Regions from separate parts of the Mus musculus genome. Here region 1 is linked to region 2. A link is a contact called in public HiChIP or PLAC-seq data. All regions are on one chromosome and are shown on one strand. Each heading gives the region's core, a stretch centred on a gene start, on an enhancer-like site or on the middle of the called end of the contact. The rest is flanking DNA. Distances are from core to core; before and after follow the strand shown.

Region 1 (3,941 bases), core at 379-2,878, 1.3 Mb after region 2:
TACACCCCTGAGACTCTGCTGGCTTTCTCGGACCTTCTGGAACATCAAGATGGCCCCATTCCAGTGGTTCCTACGCAAAGGCTAGAGGCAGGAACAAGAAAGCAGTGGGCCAGAGGTTCCGTGTGCAGTTAGCTGGCTCCAGAAGGCGGACCAGCCAGGCAGCTTGCAAGCAGTGTAACAAGACCATTAGAGGGTTATGCTGGAACAATACAGGATTCTTCTCTGGAGACCCAATCGGGGCTATTCTTTCCTTAATACGCTAAAGGCTGTTTTCTCTGGGCTACACTTAGCAGGTGGTGTAATAAAGGCTGCTTAACTCATTTCTCAAAACTGCCTCTCAAAGGCGCTGATGCCTTTGGACAACTTGATTGAAGTTTTGGCAAGTTGGAGTTTTCTGTTTGCCCACCTCTGAAGTCTACCATGCACCCACATCTGAGAGCTCTTGCAGTGTCCCCCAAACATCCACAGAACCCCAGACACAGTACAGGACACGCTAACCAATTTGTCCCACTTCATCTTTTTTTTTTTTCTTTAAAATACTAAAAACTTTTTTAGCATGTTGGTACTGGCATTGAGACTTAAAGTTGTTTCCTTAATTTAAATAGTTTTGGCACTCCCCCTAGAAGAAAAATTAGAAATTTTTCTAATAAATAAATTTTTATAAAATAAATTTAAAAATAAAAAACTAGAAGAAAAATTCTCTTTCCCTAACAAGAAAAGTATGCCCTAGTAAGAGTTTACTGGGGAGCCAGTCAGTGGTGGCGCACACCTTTAATCCCAGCACGGGAGGCAGAGGCAGGCAGATTTCTGAGTTTAAGGCCAGCCTGGTTTACAGAGTGAGTTCCAGGACAGTCAGGGATACACAGAGAGACCCTGTCTCAAAAAAAAAAAAAAAAAAAAAAAAGGTGGGGGGTGGTTACTGGGTAGGACATTTTGGAGGGCCACATTGATCAAAATTGTTTTTTAAGATTTATTTATGTGTATGCCTTAGCATATGTAGGTACCCCTGGAAGCCAGAAGAGGGCGTCAGATCCCCTTGATCTGGAATTCCGGGCAGTTGTGGTTTCATGTGGGTGCTAGAAACAGAACCCCAGTCCTCTGCAAGAGCAACAAGCAATGCTCTTTTGCTCACAACAACCAAGTCTGTCCCCATCAGAGGTACTGGAGTCTGATGGCTTAAGCCACCCCTAGGGAGAATGCAAGAAACTCTTCCAGGGAAGGCAGCATCCTAGAGCTGAAAGAACAAACCTCAATAAAGGATACAAATGGAAACAAGCTGCAAGCTAACGTCTAATAACCTTTACCTCGTCCACACCCAGCAGCCTGGGGCACCTACAGAGAGTCAGCCCAGCCAGATGGTAGGATCTGCAAGGGCGGAGGGCTTTGCAAAGGAAAGCCAGACCAGGGATAACCACCGTTCCTCTCCGAAGGCAGGAAGCCAGACTGTTTCAGTACCAACAGACTGATTCAAAGAAAGGAATGAGGAATGACGGCAGAATGACAGCAACAGTCCAAATTCTGGCTCAAGGTCAAAGGTCTTTTTTTAAACTAAAAGGCCCTACTAACAGAACAGGGTGTCTTGGTAAGCTTGGAAAGAATTCCGTACCACACCCAGAGGAAAGGGGGTGAGTCAGAGACAACAGGAAGCAAGCAGACTGTTTCACTGCGGTAGCCAGGCTAGACCTGGTGACTTCTGGAGCCGACCATCTTTAAAAATCGTGGGATTTTTATACCTCAAGGGAGTCCTGGGAAATTCTGAAAAGCTACTCTTAAATATTTTGAAAAGTGGTTACTCTGTTGCTTAAAGTAAGGCATAGCCCTACCAATTTTTCCAGACCCACCCTTTTCCCAGAGTTCAGGGACTCTGGAACTTGTGATGTTTAAGCAGCTGTAATGTTTTCAATACACTAGGGACATAGCAGCTCCAGCGGTGACGGAAAGAGCTGGTATTCTAGAATCCCTCTAAATGATATCATCCTAGTTTCTTAAGAAAATGGCTGGTGTCTGAACGATAAACCTACAAAAGCAACATGGACTTACAGCCTGGATCCTACTTGAACTTCCAGTTTCATGAACACATTTTGTTTTTTCCTTTACCTTTGCCATCAGTGAACCCCTCTAAAGACTTCATTCTAAACTGTGGGTGGCAACTCATGAATGGATCACAAACTCCATTTCACTTGTCTTGATCAGCAGTTTTATTTTTTAAATAAAACAGAACAGACTAAGAAAATATCACAATGTGCCACATATCACAAGAGCAAATACCGTTTAGTGGAACTTTCATTTCAGTCAAATACGTAAATCCATTTGTATGTCATGATATAAATATTGGCCACAGTTGCCTTAAAAAAACTAATGTTCCAGACCAGGGACACAACCGTGCGGGGAGATCAGGGTGACGAGAGACAGAGATGGGTGGCGATGATGAGTTTTAATGCCCCAGCCAACACCCACAGTCACATCCGGCTCCTCAGACCAACTTGATCTTTGAGACTAGACTTTTGTACAGTCAGGCAACACGCAGAAGCCCAAGGCTCCGTGGGCATCACTCCTGCAGAATGCTAGAGAGGAAGGCAAGGTGATTACATCTCATAGCCAAAGTTCTTTTTATTCTTAAATAACTTTAATCTACTCTGGTTTCCAACAGGCTCTAACCCCAGAGCCCCCGGGGCTCATTTCAAGAAACGTCTTCTCATGTGGGGGGTCAGCTAAACAGCAGCTGCTTCCCCTCGGTCATCTCTAATAAAGGACGTGTACAGCTAGGTACAGCTAGGTTTGCGCAGGCAGGAAAGGTGTGACAAGAACTGCTTTGGTGGCGTGAACTACGAGGTGTTTCTTCACTGGATTTTGGTGACGGCTTCATGGATGGAGGTAGCGACGTAATCTAGGTTCTTGGTGGTCAAGCCGCACATGTTGATCCGACCACTCGGCAGGAGATAGATATGCTTCTCGTTGACCAAATACTCGACCTGCTTGGCTGTAGAGAAGACAGGAGGGCAAGACACTGACTTAAGCAGTGGACACTCAGAGATCACCATCTTCCTTCTTCCTCCTTAACTCAGACTGGTGCAATCAACCAACAGGAAACTACTCACTAGATCCTGGAAAGATTTCTCAGTAATTCATGTTCAATTTTCAGGACGTTGACAATATGACTACAGCAGAGGGGCAGCTTTGAAGCCGGGATGACCTCCCAGCCAGACCTTGCACGTTAGATACCCCTCTCAACTGAGAGCAGCCATCAGACACAAGGGAAGTACCCTGATCGGGAAACCCTGATAGGTGCTCGACACCGGCTTTGGGGCTCCAGTCCTGAGCATCCAACAACCTCCAGTGAGCCTTTCATCTCAGAGTACATTTGACAGGAGCCCATCACAATGTACAGATAACCGGCATGTAAGTGAACCAACAGGCTCTGTGACCCTGTGACCCAGACCCCGTGACCTAGGGACCACCACATTCTAGCCTCTGGACCACTCATCCTTCAGCCTCCTAGGATGCATCAGGGATTCCATGGTTGCAGGAAAAAACCCCACACGTGAAAGCAGAAGGGGACAGAGGCCTGCATGTCCTCATCACTACAGTGATTTTGTTTCTCTGCAAAACTGTGATAGAACTCTAGCATATTTTTTGCTTAATTAGCCCATTAAAAATGAAGTAGAACAATAAAATCACACAAACTAGTGGGCAAGTGTGACATGCTAGGCAGTGTGCTATGCGCTTCAGTATTCTTGGTGATAACCTATCATGCCCATTTCACAGATGGGGCATAGGAAAAGTTCAACGCTCTCCTCTGCCTCCCGAGTGCTGAACGAAAGGCTGTGTACCACCATACCTGGCTCTGTACGTTTTCTTAAGGAAATGGGGGGAAGAGAAAAAAATAGAACAAACTCTATCATTAAAAAAAAAAAAATCAATGAATGAAGCTGGGCGGTGGT
Region 2 (4,093 bases), core at 199-2,698:
CAAAAGTGGAGGTAAAGAAATTTCTTGTGCATCTTGTCTCCAGGCGAAGGGGTATTACTGAGAGTAAAGATTTCAGAGCCTGTGGGACAGTGACCAGCCTGAAGGAAGTGAGGAGAGCCCAGATTCCCAGTGCAGCTGAGTCCTGGCTGAGGAGAGCAGGCGTGCCTGTCTCTCTGAAAAAGAGATGCTGGACGAGATGTCAGTGAAGCTTTGGGGTAGCTCAGAGGAGGGGTTATTGTCGGCTGAACAGCTAGGGAAGGCTGCTCACAGCTGACTCCTGCTATGATGGCTTGCTTGGGTTTGGATGGAAGCAAGAATCGGGGCAGGCAGGTGTGACAAGCAATCTGAGGACTTGGCAAGAGTCCAGGGCCCTTGCAGGTAACAAAGAGGGTTCAGCTGGCTGAGACTGAGGCACCTGAGAGAGAACAGCAGGACAGATGAAGCCAGTGGATGCAGCCTCGTGTGGGTGGTGGTATGGCTGGGGTTGCTGGCATCCAGTGATGTATTTGGCTCAAATCCCAGCTCCGAGCAGTTTATGTGCTGTGACATTAAAGAAGTTACTTACCATGACTACAACTCCTCATCTGTGAAATGGTGATAACCCCGATAGGGTTATTGAAGGAGGAACAGATAAGATAATGTGCACAAAAAGCTTAGTGTACTGCCTGCCTGCTGGTTAAATGGAAACCCATGGGAGGTGTGTTTTAAGGGACAACAGCTGGGTCACAAGATGTGAAGAGGATAGAGCTAGGAACGGCCTGCACAGGACCTTGAACACAGCAGCTACGGACCACCGTTCCGTCTCTGCTAATGTTGTAACCCTCGAAATTACTGATACTACTAGAGAAACTTCAGTGTCGTGTACAGTTTGTCTCTGCGTTCTCACGGCAAGCACTATAGCAGACAGCTGGTTTCTGTGCTGCTGTGTCTTCCTGCAGCAAGCCAGGGGCTCTCTCACCGTTAAAATGGCACTACCCATAGGCACCTGACATACAAGATGTGTTTTCTGTCTTCCCTAGGTTCTCAGAGCTTCTATCCACATTTTCTTTCTTTTTTTTTATCCTTCTCCATCCCTGCCCCCACACGCCCCACTTTTTTTTTTTTTTTTTTTTTTTTTTTTGAGCCAGAAGCTCCCATAGCCAAGACTGGCCTTGAACTTGCAATACTCCAGCCTCAGAAACCAAAAGGCTGTGGTTACAAGTGTGTCACCACGCTAGACTCTCTAACTGTCCTTGCTGTAATGTTCCGGAGCTAGGCTGGCTCCCAGGTCCTAGGACTCCCGGGCATTAAACGAGTCATCTCTTGGGTGGCAGGAACAGAGTTAACCAGAAATTAGCCAAGGAGGGAAGAGTGCGCAGGCGCAGTATCAACGCGCTTGCTCACCTGCGCTTGGGTGGGAGGAGCTAAGCCCGGAGGCCGGACCCAAGGCGGGACGGGCGCGGTGACGTCACGGGCGCGCCACCGCAGAGTGAGTCGCGTCCCGGAAGCGACGGCGGTGGAGGGGCAGACGGTTCCCGGGTGGACCTGCGACTTCGGAGCGTCGGTGGGAGGTGGCGTGGCGTGGCGTGGGGTGGGGCGGGCCTGGCCTGAGGGACCGCTCCGGGGCTTGGTGGCCCTTCTGTCCCCCTGGCCGTTCCTGTCTCTTCCTTTCCTGGGACAGCGTCCGGGTAGGTGACGACCGTGACGCCCCAGCCTCACTGTATTTATTTACGGAGCCTGGCCCTCCGGCCCTCCCACCGCGTGTGGGTCGCCACCTGCAGGCACAGCGACCTTAGGCGTGTCCTGCCCTGCGCGGCCTCAGACAGGCTGGTGGTCTGGGCCTCTGTCGGCACTGACCTGCTAAGCCTGTCTCGCGCTTGCTTGGGTTCCCTTTCTCCCTAGCTCGTCCTGTCGAGAGTTTGGGGTCCAGTCGACCCCTTTCCAAGTGATGAATGGGAGCCAGGGTTAAGAGCGTGATAAGAGTGTTGTTAGGAGAAATTCATGAACCTCTGGGAGCCCTGGTAAGGGTCTCCCAGTGTACACTGGCGCGTTCATAAAGACTTCCCAGGACAAGATGGTCCCCCTTACCCTGACACCTGAAGGAGGAGCTAAAGATAGGAGAAAGATGTCACAGGACATCTTTTCTCTTGGCATTACCTACTGCCTTCTTTCAACAACCTGGTTATTAATGGTTTATATGCTCTTGAAAGGTCTGTGAGGGAAAGGAGCGTTGGAGGGGCTCATGAAGAGTGATAGGCTTTATAGCGAAGACATCCCCTTCACCCTGCTACTTCCTACTTCAGTAGGAATAAAATTTCTTGCAGTGTGAGATGGGTATTCGCGTTCACCTCTCACAGTTAACCTTAGGAACCACACGAACTGTAATGCAAGGGGGAAATGTGTTGTAGTCTGGAAGTGCATCGTGAGTGTAGGGATTTACGATTACAGAATGCAGACTTCGGATCGGGACCTGAGTGGGCCGGAGGCGAGCCCCAGCGGGATGCCTGAGGTTCTCTCTGAGTGTCCACCTGCCCCTACCAAGTCAGCAGCGTTTGATCTCTTCAACCTGGTCCTGTCCTACAAGAGGCTGGAGATCTACCTGGAACCCCTGAAGGATGCAGGGGACGGTGTTCGATACTTGCTAAGGTACAGACTTTAGGGTTCCTTTGTTCTTCCTCTGGGCTCTCCTGTCTCCCTGGTCTTTAGCAGTTCTGGCCAGCTAGGCAGTAGTTGGGCTATCCTTTCTGCTCTAGCGATGACTAGTTCTGGGGAGACTTGTGTGACCTTTAGGTGTATTCAGGTCTACTTGTGTTCCAGCGCTATGCAGGGAAGGTGGGAACTGAGAACCACTTGGTCTTCATCAGGACTGTAGTTGGATAAGCTCCTCTTAGGGACTGCTGGAAAGACACTGGCCTAGTATAGCTTAGAGCAGATGTAGGGATTTTTTTTCCCTTTTCTCTCTGAATATTAATGTAATTAATATTAAAATCTTGATTTTTATTCTTTTGTATGCATGTGGCGTTGTGTGCAGGTCAGAGGGCAGCTTTTGGGAGTTAGCTCTCCTTCCAGGGTGGATTCTAGGGACAGACACAGGCTTGGCAGCAAGCACTTTACTGGCTAAGCTATTTTGTTGTTGTTGTTGTTTTTGTTTTCGAGACAGGGTTTCTCTGTGTGACCCTGGCTGTCCTGGAACTCACTCTGTAGACCAGGCTGGCCTCAAACTTAGAAATCCTCCTGCCTCTGCCTCCCAAGCGCTGGAATTAAAGGCGTGCGCCACCACTGCCCAGCTGGCTAAGCTATCTTACCATCAAGTTATAATTTTAAACAAACTCAACTACAAATACCTTTGAAAAAACGAGATGCCATTTTCACTGTTACTTGGGATTATGGTTTTCAATTTTTTTCTATTTTTGCTTCATTTTTTTAATCCTCAGTAATTTTCTTCCAGCTTCCTTTCCTTTCTTTTTGTTGTTGAGATAGTGTTTCATTGTATATATCACAGGCTAGTCTGAAACTCATAGTGCAGGCTGCTCTCAGACTTCCAAGCATTCTGTTGCAGACTTACAAGTACTGGGACCAACTTGCTTTAAAAAATGTTTTTGTTTTTGTTTTTTGAGCCATGGTCTTATTATATTCCTGACTGGCCTGGAACTCATAGAGGTCTGTCTGCCACTATCTGGAGTGCTGTGATTAAGGGCATGCGCCACTATGCCTAGCCTGTCTTGTTTACATTAAAATGTTTGTTTTTTCCTTAAGTGATTTATCTTTGTTTTAGATTTTATGTGTACGGCTGTGTTGTCTGTATATATTTATATGCACCGTATGTTTGTTTGGTGTCCTTAGAGGCCAGGAGAGGTTGTCAGATCACCCAGAACTGGAGTTACAGATAGTTGTGAGCCTCTGTGGGGGTGCTAGGAACTCAGCCTGCGTCTTAACTAATGAACCATCTCTTCAACTCCTGCCTTGATTTATGTTAAAAAGTATTTTATCTGGGAATATGCCTATAATCCCAGAATTTAGGAGGTAGAGATAAGAGCATCAGAAGTTCACAAAGTAGCTTTAGCTTCATAGCAAGTTTGGGGCCAGCCTGAGCTATCTAACACCTTGACTCAAA

What was found. HiChIP or PLAC-seq counts read pairs in DNA pulled down with a chosen protein or histone mark.
Region 1: an H3K27ac HiChIP or PLAC-seq map of embryonic stem cells shows a contact between it and region 2, with 4 times the contacts expected there. The contact joins the enhancer-like site here to the promoter of Zfyve27 in region 2. A contact is called at or near these places in 3 of 39 promoter capture datasets (embryonic stem cells, hippocampal neurons and liver) and 2 of 115 datasets of contacts at active chromatin or transcription factors (both in embryonic stem cells).

Annotation. Positions count from the first base shown.
Region 1 is chr19:43,497,578-43,501,518 of GRCm38.p6, forward strand. It overlaps Got1 (glutamic-oxaloacetic transaminase 1, soluble), which reads right to left. Exons shown (of 9, transcript NM_010324.2): 9 at 2,175-2,980. The coding sequence ends at 2,841. Among named protein-coding and RNA genes, the nearest start is that of Got1, 25 kb to the right of the region's middle. Within about 2 kb of position 1,629, at least 88 of the 459 cell types and tissues checked have an H3K27ac peak or open chromatin away from gene starts, as enhancers often do. A contact at or near this core is called in embryonic stem cells and liver, where this site is marked.
Region 2 is chr19:42,169,119-42,173,211 of GRCm38.p6, forward strand. Zfyve27 (zinc finger, FYVE domain containing 27) reads left to right here and starts at 1,449. Exons shown (of 13, transcript NM_177319.3): 1 at 1,449-1,667; 2 at 2,428-2,625. The coding sequence starts at 2,429.